2 separate regions of the Mus musculus genome follow, and region 2 is linked to region 1. Evidence: chromatin contacts called from public Micro-C data. All regions are on one chromosome and are shown on one strand. The core of a region is the stretch at or near the end of the contact, and the rest is flanking DNA. Distances in the headings are between cores, read along the strand shown. Region 1 overlaps Ptprm (protein tyrosine phosphatase, receptor type, M). Region 2 overlaps Ptprm (protein tyrosine phosphatase, receptor type, M).

What was found. A called contact is a pair of places that touch in the nucleus more often than the background predicts.
Region 2: a Micro-C map of trophoblast stem cells shows a contact between it and region 1, with 2.8 times the contacts expected there. The contact joins two enhancer-like sites. A contact is called at or near these places in 11 of 484 Hi-C or Micro-C datasets (embryonic stem cells, granulosa cells, liver and 2 more) and 1 of 115 datasets of contacts at active chromatin or transcription factors (liver).

What each region holds. Positions count from the first base shown.
Region 1 is chr17:66,747,637-66,754,348 of GRCm38.p6, forward strand. The region is part of intron 18 of Ptprm (protein tyrosine phosphatase, receptor type, M); the gene reads right to left. Among named protein-coding and RNA genes, the nearest start is that of 1700016K05Rik, 37 kb to the left of the region's middle. Within about 2 kb of position 2,640, at least 40 of the 459 cell types and tissues checked have an H3K27ac peak or open chromatin away from gene starts, as enhancers often do. A contact at or near this core is called in trophoblast stem cells, where this site is marked.
Region 2 is chr17:66,890,452-66,897,163 of GRCm38.p6, forward strand. Ptprm (protein tyrosine phosphatase, receptor type, M) reads right to left here. Exons shown (of 31, transcript NM_008984.2): 14 at 473-605. Among named protein-coding and RNA genes, the nearest start is that of Mir5709, 130 kb to the right of the region's middle. Within about 2 kb of position 3,755, at least 1 of the 459 cell types and tissues checked has an H3K27ac peak or open chromatin away from gene starts, as enhancers often do. A contact at or near this core is called in trophoblast stem cells, where this site is marked.

The DNA of each region.
Region 1 (6,712 bases), core at 1,390-3,889:
CAGATGCTGATGGTGAATATGAATACAATTGCAAACACATAGAAAAGAATTAGCTATTATGTAGCAAAGAGGAAGATATGCATCCTACCTGCCAGCAGCAAGAAGTTGATACTATGTGTATCCTGGTGGCTAAATAAGAATGTACCTAGCAATTCTGTTTCCAATTAATAACAATGTTACTGAGTTATAAAGTGGGATGCTATTTAGTAATGATAATGAATGGAGACAGTTACATACAACAAAAAGGACTGACTATGTAAACACAAGCCAAGACAAAAGAAAGCTACACATAGAAGAATATTAGCAACTCTCTCTGCTGACCTTTCTGTATAGATGGAAAGTTCTACAACATTACTCTTTAGCACAGCAGTCACTACTCATGTACAGCGACTGAGCAATGGGCTGTGGTGACAGAGAGGAGCTGATGTTCTTTAATTAAAGCATTTACGTGTATGGGTACCTACATGCATGTCTGTGTACCGTATGTGTGCCTATGGAGGCCAGAAGAGAGCACAGGATCCCTGGAAATTAGGTTGTGAGCTGCCTTGTGGCTGCTGGGAGTTAAACTCAGGTCCCTTGTAAGAACAGTCAGTGCTCTTTACTGCTGAGTTACTTCTATAGTGCCCAACTTTTTGATTATATTTAATTTCATGACTATAAATATAATTAACCATATTAGCTAAGTATTTACTATATTGAGGACTTGGTATGACAGTGTAAAACACCCAACTTACAATTTCATATAGATTACATGTTTAAATGATAATATTTACACTATACTATCTTAAAGAGTTATTCTATACTAATATTTTGTTTCTATTTAGTATGCCTATTAGCAATGTTAAAATGTTTTATATATGGCTTATATTATACTACATATTCCATATTTTCCCAGGATGATTTTGCTGAGAGGTATTCAAAATATGAGAAAAAGAGAAAATTGTTACTATAAGATTCTCTTTTTCGTGTGTGTGTGTGTGTGTGTGTGTGTGTGTGTGTGTGTATGTATATGTGCATGACTTACGTATCTAACACAGAAGTCATGAACATTCATGCTAGGGAAATACACTGTCACAGACCACATCCCTAGTCCAACAGTCTCTACTTCAGTGCATGAACCAGCAAGCTGTGATTAGAACAAGGGTGCTGGCTACTGTCAAGGTCTAGTCTTGATTGGTGGTTTCATGAACCTTTGCTTTACAACAATATGCTAAAGTGTCTACCTTGAGGATACTAGGCTATGTGAAATGCACAGTATACAGCAGAATAAAAGGGCAACCACTGTGGGACTCTGGCCATGAGGTTCAACGGTGGGGAACTACACAAATAGAATGGCCATATTTGAGGCTGGGCCAAGTGAGGAATGGAGAACCTTTTAGAAACTCTGTGCAGAGGCTCACATTTGCAAGATGAAAAGAAGTATGTTTAGCCATTCGAGAAGGCAAATGCTATGCAGTGTATAGTTCGTACAACTCAGAAATCCTGAGTGAACTCAGTCTGTAATCTTCCATCTCTTCTCTAACCCCAGTCTCTATGGAAATAGCATCTTCAAGGATGGCAAGGACACTCACGGACTTCCAGCCCTTGGGTCCTTTGCTGGAAAGATCTTCCTAACATGGCTTGCTCCCTTTTGATGGGGGGGGTATAGGCAGTAGTATCAAGGACTCTTGTTTAGTGACAGAGAAGTCACACATTATTGATACCCATTTACTAGACATGTCTAAGAATCAGAAAAAGGTTATAACATATTCTTGTAGTGTTAAATTAAGAGTGAACATGGAGAACTGAACCCGCCTTCCAGGAAGATACAATTGTTCCTTGGTGTATTTTGGTGGATCTGTCTCTGTCTCAGAACTCCACAAATGCTCAAGTTTATGGATATTTGTATTCTTTCTATAAAATGTGTACATTTTGCACGTAACCTATGCAAACTCTCCTGAATACTTTAAATGATCTCTATGGGGTGCAATGGAATCGTGAAGTTTCTCTCTCTGGTGTCTGGTCTCAGCAAGGAAAATCTGAATCCATCATTCAGATATGGGCAATAGGATATGGCCATTCTATTTATGTAGTTTCCCGTCATTGAACCTTGTGGCCAGAGTCCCACAGTGGTTGTCCTTTTATTCTGCTGTACACTGTGAAATTCACATAGCCTAACACCCTCCAGGTAGACGCTTGGAACTGCTCTCCCTTACTGTTTAGGGAATAATGCCAGGTAATTCACACTGATTAAGTACAAGCACAGGTTTTTACCCCAAATTTTCAATCTGAGGTTGGTTGACTCCTTGGATGTGGAATCAACCATAATACAGTGAACCAGCAGTGCAAACAAGCTAGCCTCTAGAAGGAGCCAGCCCACAGAGAACACAGGGAGGAACTTTGCCAGTCGAAAGCAAGGTGGCCATTGTGTGCTGACGTTCTCCCATAATTGTGGGTGTGCTGGTTCGTTCCAATTATCAGCTTGGCACAAGTCAGAGTCACCTGGAAAAGGGCCCCAGAGTGACTGTCAAGATTAGGTGTGGGCCTGTGAGCATGTGATGATGTTAATTGATGTGGGAAGACCCAGCTTAGAGCGGATGCCACCATTCTGTGTACTGGGGGCTCAGACTCTGTGACATGGGAGAAGACGATCCCAGGGGGAGCATGATTAGGCATGGGTGTGCTCACTGTCTCTCTGCCCTGGACTGTGGGCGTGGCCAGCTGCTTCACTTCGCCCTACCTTGATTTCCCTACAAAGACATATTGTAACTCAGAGCTGTGGGCTAAAACAAATGCCTTTTGCCACCAACTTGCTTTTCTTGTGGTTATTTCATTACAGTAACAGAAAAGGAAGCAGGCCAATCCTACATCCTTCTGTAGCTTTGTGTAAAAAGCATCCTTCCTAAACAACGATGTAATAAATAGGAGGGTATATGCCACCCACACTGAGCCACTGTGGAAAGAGGCAATATGAGTGACCCTTTTAGGTTCAAAGCCTCTGCTCATTACTGCTTGAGTTGTTAAGAACGACTCAGCACAGACCCTGTGGCTTCCAGCATCTAACTTGAAGTCTAGTCATCAGTGAACCACAAAATGAACACTGACTGTTGGGAACAAATAAATAGTTTGCATCACCAGGCTTTTGTTTGTTTTTGTTTTTGAGATTCCACCTACTCTGAGTCAGAAACATACTGAGACGAGTCCACCATAACTATTCTTTTAGGGAAACTGAGCTATTGTCTGAGGTAATTATGAAGCTGAGTCATATCAAATGTTTATAAGGAAATGCCTACTAGACATTCCTGGCATGTAACAAATACCAGAGTCATCCAGAATGAAGAACTAATGACATGCCAAGTCCTCCTGAACAGTCCCTGTTCTGAAGGCCACTAGCTGGGCCTTTCTAGGCTAAGGGCCTGGGTATTACTGTTGAATGTAGGAGGAGGTTCAGAGAACTCCCCTGGTCATGTGTAAAATCTGGGTAGCCTAATGGGATCTATGGCTACCAGCTATTAACCACGGAAATGCTATGCCCAACACTTCAAAGACTTTCCCAGCTTGCTAAGTTTGAGTCATCAAACATTGATATTAATGCCCATCCAGGTGTCTATCCTAGCATGAGGCTTTCCTCCTGGTTATTTCAAAGCTCTTTTATGATCTTATTTTGTGTTGCATGAAAATATCACAATCTCCAGAATCCGAGATACCCTCACTTGCAGACCTCAATGGTGGACCCAGGCATTTCTGACTCTACAGGACTTCAGTAAGGAGGGGGATGACATATTTCCTCTCACAGGACTGTTGGGGAGAGCAAGTACAGCTATGCACGTCAGTCCTGGAATAAGGCTATGCTCATTCCTTCATTAGTCAGATTTTCCTTGCTGAGAGCAGACACCAGAGAGAGAAACTCAAAGGCGCACATTCCCAAGTTCCTGAGGCCTTGGTCTGTCTCTGGGTGTGGTGGAGCAGAGCAGACATAGCAATACAGGAAAGGCCCATGGCAAGCAGTAGCGCTGAAGGCAACATCTCCAGTGACCAACTACTTTCACCAGTCCCCAATAAGGCCATGTCAACCGCTCCATCCAGGGATCTATCCACCATGTTAGAGTCCTCTGATCTGATCACCACCACCACCCCCCCCCCCCCAGGCCCCATCAGCTGGGAACCAAGTTACTTCCTGTAACAACCGCTCCTATTAGAAAGAATCACCTCCTTTCTGGGAATAAAAGCAACATTCTAGTAGAAGTTACGTAAAAGAACTCAGATCTCCAAGAGCATGTGGTGTGCTTCAGAACGGCAAAGCTTGGGAGCGGATGACTCCAAGCAGCTGGGCTCTGGGGACGGACGGGAACAGGGCCTAATTTAGAGGGAAGCAGGACAAGTTCTGAGTCACACTCATCAATTCCTACCCCAGCATCTCCAGGCAGCTCCTCAGTCACTTAGCTGTCCTTAGGCTGTGCCGTGGACCACAGAGCTTAAGATCCCAGGATCCCGAGCCAGAATCCTGCTATGAATCTTAGTCCTGTCACCTTCTGGTTGTGAGACCTTGGACAAAGTGCCTCGATGTAGTGCCTTGATTTCCCTGTACGGTAAATGGGCACAATACTACTGCTGACATTTCACAGCCCGAGGATTCAGTGAGTTAATATAATGTGTTCAAAAGTATCAGCTACACACAAGTGAGTGAATGCTACCCATCGCAGTTGTAGGGCTGAAAATGGCATAGCCTAAGACCAGGTCATTTTTCACTTGGACTAGTTTGTCTGTCTGTCTGCCAGATCTATGCTGACTGCAGCTTTTTCTTTTCTTTTTTTTCCCATTACCCCCCTTAATCATTTAGTGACACATACAGCGACTTGATGGTGGTGATATAAACACAGGCGTGTTAATCCAGTCACGAGAAGGGATGGCTATGGCCTCAGCTTGTTTACCTGGAAAGGTTATTGTGGGAGAGTGAAGAAGAACGGGTTGCAGTCAGCACATTCAATGCATGTGTGCACAGTGCATATCTGATGCATGTGTGCATAGTTTGCCCTCGTCATCTGCCCCCTCCATGGGCACAGACGTAGCCAAATGGAAAATATTAGAAAAGTGTGTTTGTGTTGAATCAGCACAGATTTCTTCTCCTATGATTATTCACTGGACAGTAAAGTGAAATGTCCCTTCATTCAGCACATACACTGTGCTACGTGTGACAAGAGGACCAGGGATTACTTAAGGTGCCACTGTTAGTAGGTGTCCCGACTTTAGGTGCCCTGCTCTGTATAAGGGCCTGTGGCTTGCCTGGATACAGCATGTGGGGGATGTGTGCGCATAACTACACGTGGTGTGGCAACTGGCAGGAGGGCGTTTATTTGAGGCTAAGAGTGAATGGGAGTTTTATACACTACAGCCATCTGTATGGTCTATATTGTCTTTATAATCTGAAAAAATGCTGACACTGTATTTATTAGAAAACAAAAGCAACTGAAATGAAAAAACTGAAAAAACACAAAGTCAACTCCACAGCTTGGGAAAGAAAAGCCTCGGGTAAACTTAAATATTAGCAGCATTTCAATTAGGAAAACGACACTCTGGGCCATTTCTCCAACTCTACTGTACACATTTTTCTTGGACGTATTGCTTTTATAATTAGAGAAAAATAAGTTATTTTCCACGCATGCCTGGAATTTAAACAATATATACAATATTATTATATTATAATAAAAGTATGTAATATAAACATATGTAATAAGCATTATATTTATTAATATAAATATAAAAATAAAAGTCTACAGTATAAACAAGTGATGTTTATATTATAACCACAGGCCATAGTTCTCTGTCACAAAATTAACACACTCAACTACTTTGCCAAATTCAATCTGCATGAAGACTTATTATTCCCCTAAAACTTTAACTAGAGGAGATGTGACAAATGCTTCAAAATGTCCCCAAACTGCACTCACTAGCTTCTCATAGAACTGTCAACCTCAAGGCCATTCCTGATCTCTTCTTCAAATAGCTCCCATACGAACAAACAGCCTTTCCACCCACCAGCTCCCTGTCCATCTGTATGTCTGATCCATCCTTTATCTGCCCGTCCCACATCCTACCCAGACTTTGGGCTGCTCAGCTTCTTTCCTTGGATTCACCTTCTCTCAATTGGTGTTTTGGGATAAGAAACTGGCACACGGAGACCTGGTTATAACAACTACCATTCACTGTGGAATAGTTACCATCGGCCTGTGCTTTCCACATGTATGTATACATGCACTGAAGTGAGTAGGGTGGAGGTGAAGCAGGTCTATGGGTGGATCCAGGAAGGGGGGAGGGGAAGAAAAGATGCTGAACAAGGTGCCAAGTTATAGTTGACAGGGGGAGTCCATATTCATGTTCTATAGCATGATGGTGACGATTATTATTCACAACAATTATTATATACTTGTCAGGAACTTGAAGAGATGGATTCAGAGTTCCTTGATAAACATATAAGGATGGAAAAAGGCTAATCACTTATATAATGTGCATATGAACTGGATAGCCATACTGTACTGTCATCAATACATAGAATTATTATGTATCAATGGAAAGAAAAAAGTCCTCAGAAAGCCATTGAGGAATTAAGAAAAAAATACAAAAGGATCAAATCAGGTCTTTATGCCCTAAGTCCTCTAAACATGGTATTTAAACCTTTTTGTCAAATGACATTATTTAAAAATACTGCTAAGTAGCTACATAGGCTCTCCCACTT
Region 2 (6,712 bases), core at 2,505-5,004, 140 kb after region 1:
CTTTTACTTTAGGGATGCTGACCATCAAGGTTGCTTTCTCACGGGAACTGTATTGATTAGCTGCTGTAACATGGTGTCAGCATAGGATGCTGGCTTGAGGAATTCTGCCCTCATAATTTTCATTATAACGGGAGGGAAGTCTCTCTTCTCAACTCAGCTTGGGAGTATCAAATACAGAGCTGTCAGTCCTTAGGACTGAACAACTGTCAGAGACTAAAACAAAATCGCAGCTTTTAGATTATCCTACAGGAGGAAATGAAATTCTTGTATTTATTTTGGCAGGATATGCTTTGTATATCCACAAAAAAATAACCCAAGCATTTACTCTAAATGTCTGTCCCCTAACTGCAAATGCTATATGATTAAAAACACTCACAATCATGGAGTCAGAGCTGTGTCTTGGGCACTGTTGCCTACCCAGTAAATGGATCTTTTCATACAGAAATGAGTCCACTTTTGGCTACAAGCCTACCTCTTCTTCATGACCAGCACGACTCCAAGAAATATGATAACAAACAGCAAGATGCCTGCAATCACTCCGGCGATTTTAACCGTGTGGTCTGTTTGTTTCTCAGGTTCAGGGACAGGCTTTGGAGTAACGGCCCCTAGAGACAAAAAGGAGAGCAAGTGGGTGAGTCAGAATAAAGTCGTTACATTAAAAAAAAATTTCCCCATGCATTTAACAGAATAATACAACTTATCAGAGCTGGCAGACAGACGGGCTTTGATTTTTTTTTTTTAAAGCAGCTTTCCTAGATGCTGAAAGCATTGTAATTGTTCCCGTTGCTCTTCAACACTTCACTCCGCCACAGCACACCCACGTCTGACCCTTTTATGACAGACTTCTCAAATGCATTTTTAAATATTTTTATTATCTCTTTTAGCTCCCGTTCTTCCTCCATTAAAAAACTCGCTAAGAGCACAATAGCTATTCCTGAGCCTTTATCCAAATTTTATTTGCTGGAACATTTTCCTCAATTATTTTTCATAAATGAAGCAATAATTCCATCACGTATTAGCCCAAACACCTGGAAGAGAGAGATAAGCTCATTTGCCATGCATCTTACCAGCAATTGTTTTGTTAACACAATAGAGACCCCCCACCTTTGGAAATCTGAATCTGGGTCACATCTGGTGAGCAAAAGGATCCTTCTAAGCAATTTATTCACAACGTGGGGCAGCAGCTGGTTGATCATACCACTGGTGCCCACAGTTCATATCTGTTTAAATGAGATAACTGGGGCCTCAGAGTGGCGACTGTCTCAGCTCGCTTGCATGCCTCCTTCCTACACACCGTCTGTCCTGCTTATGGTAGAATGTGATGGAATATGTGTCAAATCTATGTCTGACGAGATATCCATTTCCTCTGCTAAATGAGTTTAGGATGAAGAATATTAGGGGTGTAATGTCCAATTCATTCAACGGTGTCTACTTTTTAAAAAAGGTTTCTCCTTGCCTCATCAGGATACGATGGCCTCTGGCATCCAGGCCACCACACCACCCTTATTAAATACTGCAATTTCATGTTCAAAATTCTCCGCCTAGAATCTTTTTTGCATTTCTGTTGGTCAAAAGTAACGATGAATGTGAATTTGAACCTGACCTTTCTCCCTTTCCATTGTGTCTTATACCAGCGCGCTCCTCTGTGCTTGTGAAACTGCACTGGTCCTGCCTGCATCTGTGCCCACATGTACAGCAGACTGGAAGTCATGGTGCAGAGTGGGGCATTGTGGGAAATGGGGCATTATGGGGAACTGGATGGGGGAGCTGGAGCTATTCTGGTTTCCTTGCTCCCTTGGAAGCATATGGACCCAATTTCTTTCCAACTAAACTCGTATTAAGATTTTTATGGAAGAGAACATGGCTGTAACCAGGCCTGATGATGCTGGGTGCAGATTAGAGGAGAAACACGAGATAGAAGACCCCAGGCCACCCGCACACGTGTATCTCCTGAGGATGGCTAGCGACTGTCCCAGGTGTCCTGTGTACTGCCTCCTAGTGCCATCTTTAGTTACTGCTTTTAATAAAAATGAACTTTCTAGTCATGTGTCTTTATTCACAATGATGTACTGTAAGCAAAAGCCTTCACAAGGAACCTTCAATGACTATTTATTATTATTATTACTATTATTAAATTTACTTCTGACACTGTCAAGAGGACAGAACATCCCTTCTTGCTATTTTTTTCCTTAGGTAGGCAATCCTCAAACCCGCTTCTCGATAAATGTTAAAAGTATTAATGACAATTACTTTATTATGATAAAATAATTAAATATTATTTATAAGACAATAATGATAATCTGAGGAACACTCACTTCCCTAGACCGGTTGCCACAGCACCAGGTGGCTGATGCAGAGGAAATTGCAAGGTTAAATACACTGTTTAAAAAAATATAGAGAAAAATGCATATTTGATAAGAGGGTGGAGAACTTTATAAATGGAAAATGTAACATTCAGAATAGAGGTCCAACCTTTTATATTTTTATTTAATATCCAATTTTAAATGTGCAATTAAAAAGAGAATGTTATTAACTCGAGGTTACCAGTTCTCCAAATGTAGTTTTAATATAACAAAATAATTTTAAGGATTTTTTTCTTAATTTTTCTTTTGGTAAATAAAAAATACATCAATTGAGAAAATAAAGAATTTAAGGAAAAAAACTTTCAGTTAAAAACATTTTCACATCTAACTCATACCAGTTCTGAGAAAAGAGGACGCACTGACTGAAACAGCTGCATAGAGTTGCTGGAGGCGAGGGCTGAGCCCTGAGAGCACAGAACAAGCGAATAAAGATAGTGTGTAGTATGAAGGAAAGGGGGCAGCTCTCTCTTGAATAAAAGTGCACAGTAAAGTTAGCCCTGATGCTGCAGAGGTGAGGGCTGGGGAGAGAACACTGGGAAAAGATGAGGGGTGGGCCTGTCACTTACCCCCAAAACATATGGGATCTTATAACCAGCGTGGAGGAGGAGGAAGAAGAGGAAGAGGAGGAAGAAGAGGAAGAGGAGGAGGAAGAGGAAGAGGAGGAGGAGGAGGAAGAGGAGGAAGGAGGATATAAATGTAATGAACACCTGAAATTATTTTCCAAAGTGGCAGAGGAATGACCGGTGAATGTTAGAAGTGTAGATGTCTTACCCAGATGTCCCATGCCACCTACATACAATAGCCACAGTATTGCAGAATACACAATAAGTTTGTTTATATGGCACAGGCTTCAAATAGATGCCTCTTTGGTAAGTGCTTTTTCTGCTCAGGTGCTGTAACTGAAGGGAATTAGATTACTGGGTCCTCCTGTCCATGATGACAGAGGTCATCAGATGGTCACTGTCAACAACACAGGAGGTCACACTAAATGCCCAAGAGCTCCAGAACCTACCTGGAGCAGTGTGGGGAACAGAGGCAGCAAGCCTCCTTGCCAGAGGCAGCAATGACGAGTGGCCTGATGGCTCCAGACAGGTAGAAAGCATGCATTAGGGTGTTGGGCAGAGAAAGCTCTGTGAGTACATAATAGCTTTGCTTCTGGAGCCTGAGACAGGGCTGGGAACAGTCAAGGAGGGACCTTGGAAGCAAGGCTTTATGCTGTGATAGGCTTTGCCCACAGGTAGAACATGTTGAGTTAGATTAAAAAAAAAAACAAAAAAAACAAAAAAACAAAAACCCAACAACAATGAACTAGAGAGAAAATGGAATTGGCCTTGAGGTGAATAGGTAGGAATCCACAGATTCCACAAAGTAGAGGAAGGAGATTAGCAAGCTGAAGGAAGACTGTCATTCTAATAGCTAGAGACTCTCAGTGTCAGAGCCAAACTGGGGCAGGGATACACCTGATTGCCAACAGCCAGAGTTTGAATCTCCTGTTTAGAGTCTTCCTTGTGTGGAAGGGGTAGGTGCTGCTTCTTCAGGGGGATAAGCCCGTTTGGGTTCAGCATTTAGACTTCACCAAAGCAACCCATGCCAATTGTCCCAGCATGCTTAGGGGGGTATTTAGTGGCAAACCAATACCATCATCTTTCCTCCTGGCTTTAGGCCCCAGGGGACAGGGGAGATGTGGGAATAATGGGAACTATTGAGGAAAGACTTCAGGAGACAGAAACCTGCTGACAGGACCCAGGAGGCAGAGCACAAAGGGAATGGAAGTTGTGGGAATGTGTAAGACTATTGCTTTGGGGCTGGAGAGCACTGACTGCTTGTCCAGAGGTCCTGAATTCAATTCCCAGCAACTACATGGTGGCTCATAACCATCTGTAATGGGATCCGATGCCCTCTTCTGGTGTGTCTAAAGACAGCTATAATGTACTCATATACATTAAGTAAATAATATTTTTTTTAAAAAATTAAATAAAAAATTACTTCTAAAAGTGTTAGAATCCTGGCCAGCCTTGGGTTCTCTTTGTAGTCCAGGACAACCCTGAACTTCAGAGTCTCTTGTTTCTACTTCCCAAGTACTCCAACTATAGGCCTGCACCACTGTACAGGGATTGTGTGGTGCTAGAGGTGGGTGGGGGTAAAATTCAGAGCCTTGTATAGGTTACGGAAGTATTGTATCATTTCCAGTCACTGAGAACACACTCCCCTCTTCCACACATCTGGAAGAGCAAAGGTTAGAAAGGGAAGACGAAATTTCAACTGAGCTGGTCTTAGGCACTCCATACTGGCATGTCTATGACTACAGGGAAGCAATAATCTAATTTTTTAATCTTTTTTTTTCTTTTGACCCTTTGGTCATGTTTTTCCACTCTCTTCCTTAAAAAGAGGAACATCCAGGTTGTAAAGATTGCCGTGAGACGAATCAGTCATGTCTTATTGCTCAGGGAATGACAATTCTTTGCAGTGTTATTTACTTTATTTTTAGCTGTACCTTAATATTATACGTAATGGCAAAACAACCCAAAGATTTTTCATCTAAATTACATAGTATTGTCTTCCTTCCTGGGCATGCAGTCAATTACAACTCTGAGAATAACCTGTGCTCACTCTCTGTAACCTGATTATGCTTTTGAATTTATGGTTTTCCCTCTGACTTCGCTTCCACGGCGGGGCAAGCAGATTGTTTGCAGCTTCCAAGTAATGATCACACGTGCAGGGTTTTTTTTTTTTTCATGCAAAATTGTTTGAAAGGTACTTCTCCTCCCAAATTAATTCACTCTTTCTTGTTTCGGTTCTAATTTTGTGGCCGCTATCGCTCCCGTGTATTGATGTGGCTGACACCCCATTGGTAAGACAATTTATCAAAAGCTCTGCGTTTCACTCTCTGGACTCTGAAAGTTCTGAGAGGATTATTGACACTATTGCTATCCTGATGAAATACTTTCTTTTCCCCCATTTTAATTTCTTGAATTATGGTCGAGGTCATAAAACGAGGAATCAACTTGTCGATATAAAGTTATCAACCATGGGTACCTTCGCATGAATTACATAATCAATAAGAGAGATACAGTCGGCTGCTTCAGACTTTTTTGGAGGCTGAATTACTTGAGGGAGGGGAGGTTCCAAGATGATGAAACTAACATTTGAAGGTATTGAAACCACCGTCTGTTGTCAATCATATTTTCTGCCAGAGTTTATGCTTTTGGGTCATTGTCTAGATTATGCTTAGCAACTTGAGAATCATCTCTGTGGCTGGAGAAACATAAATGTTTCCTGTACAAAGGGCTGTTTACAACCCTTGACCTGAACCCTTTCTGCTTCTGAAATTTCTTATTTACTTTCCTATAAAAAATGAATATATTTAGGGTCAGTGGGATGGCTCAGTGAGTAAACATACTTTCTGCCTAGCCTCCTGACCTGAGTTTGATCCTCGGGACCCCCCTAGTGGAAAGAGAGAACTGACTCCTAAAGTTGTCCTCTGATCGCCACACATACACTGTAGCACATGTGTGCCAACATATACCCAACACACAATTCACACAAACACAGACAGACACACCACATGTATACATACCACACAATTCACACACGCATGCACACACGCACACACAAACCCCACAATACAAACACTAGATTTTTTTTTAAAAAGTGAGTGTATTCAATAAATTAAACATGTGTGCTATCAGTATCACTGATCTGAGAGCCTAAAAATGTACAGAGAATCGGGGAAACTGCATGTTGAGATGGGAAGTGTCTTTTACATGGCTGCAAGAGCTATATGGGCCTGGCCCTTGGAACGCAGAGGAGTCCAGGACCTCTTTCACGCTATGGAAGCACTCTACCACTGAGCCCTACCTACCTCAAGTCCAGAAAAATGCTTGTGAATATACAGGTCGAGAGAGGATTCTCACGCACTGTCTCGAATGCGACAGGTTTTCAGAGTCAGAGCAAGTAAATGGATCTTGGTCATAGAGGGAGAACCTCTGGCCCGCAGCCCATAGAGCTGGATTCAGTTACAAGAGAGACCCTATTCTGGGCCATGCTGAAGAAGAGACACCTGATACAGAGATAAGCCTGATGGTCAGAGGAGCCATATCCTCTCTTCATGCCCGCTTCATCCCCGTGCCAGGGCCCTGGCATTTTTCCTCCTGTTCTGAACTTCAGCATACACACATACACACACACACACACACACACACACACACACACACACACACACACACACACACATACACACACACCACACCACACACACACCTTATCTAATTAATTTTATACTGGGTTGCATCGATATCAGTGTCTGAAATAATAGCTCAAACTGGGCCACTCTTTAACAAAACTGTAAC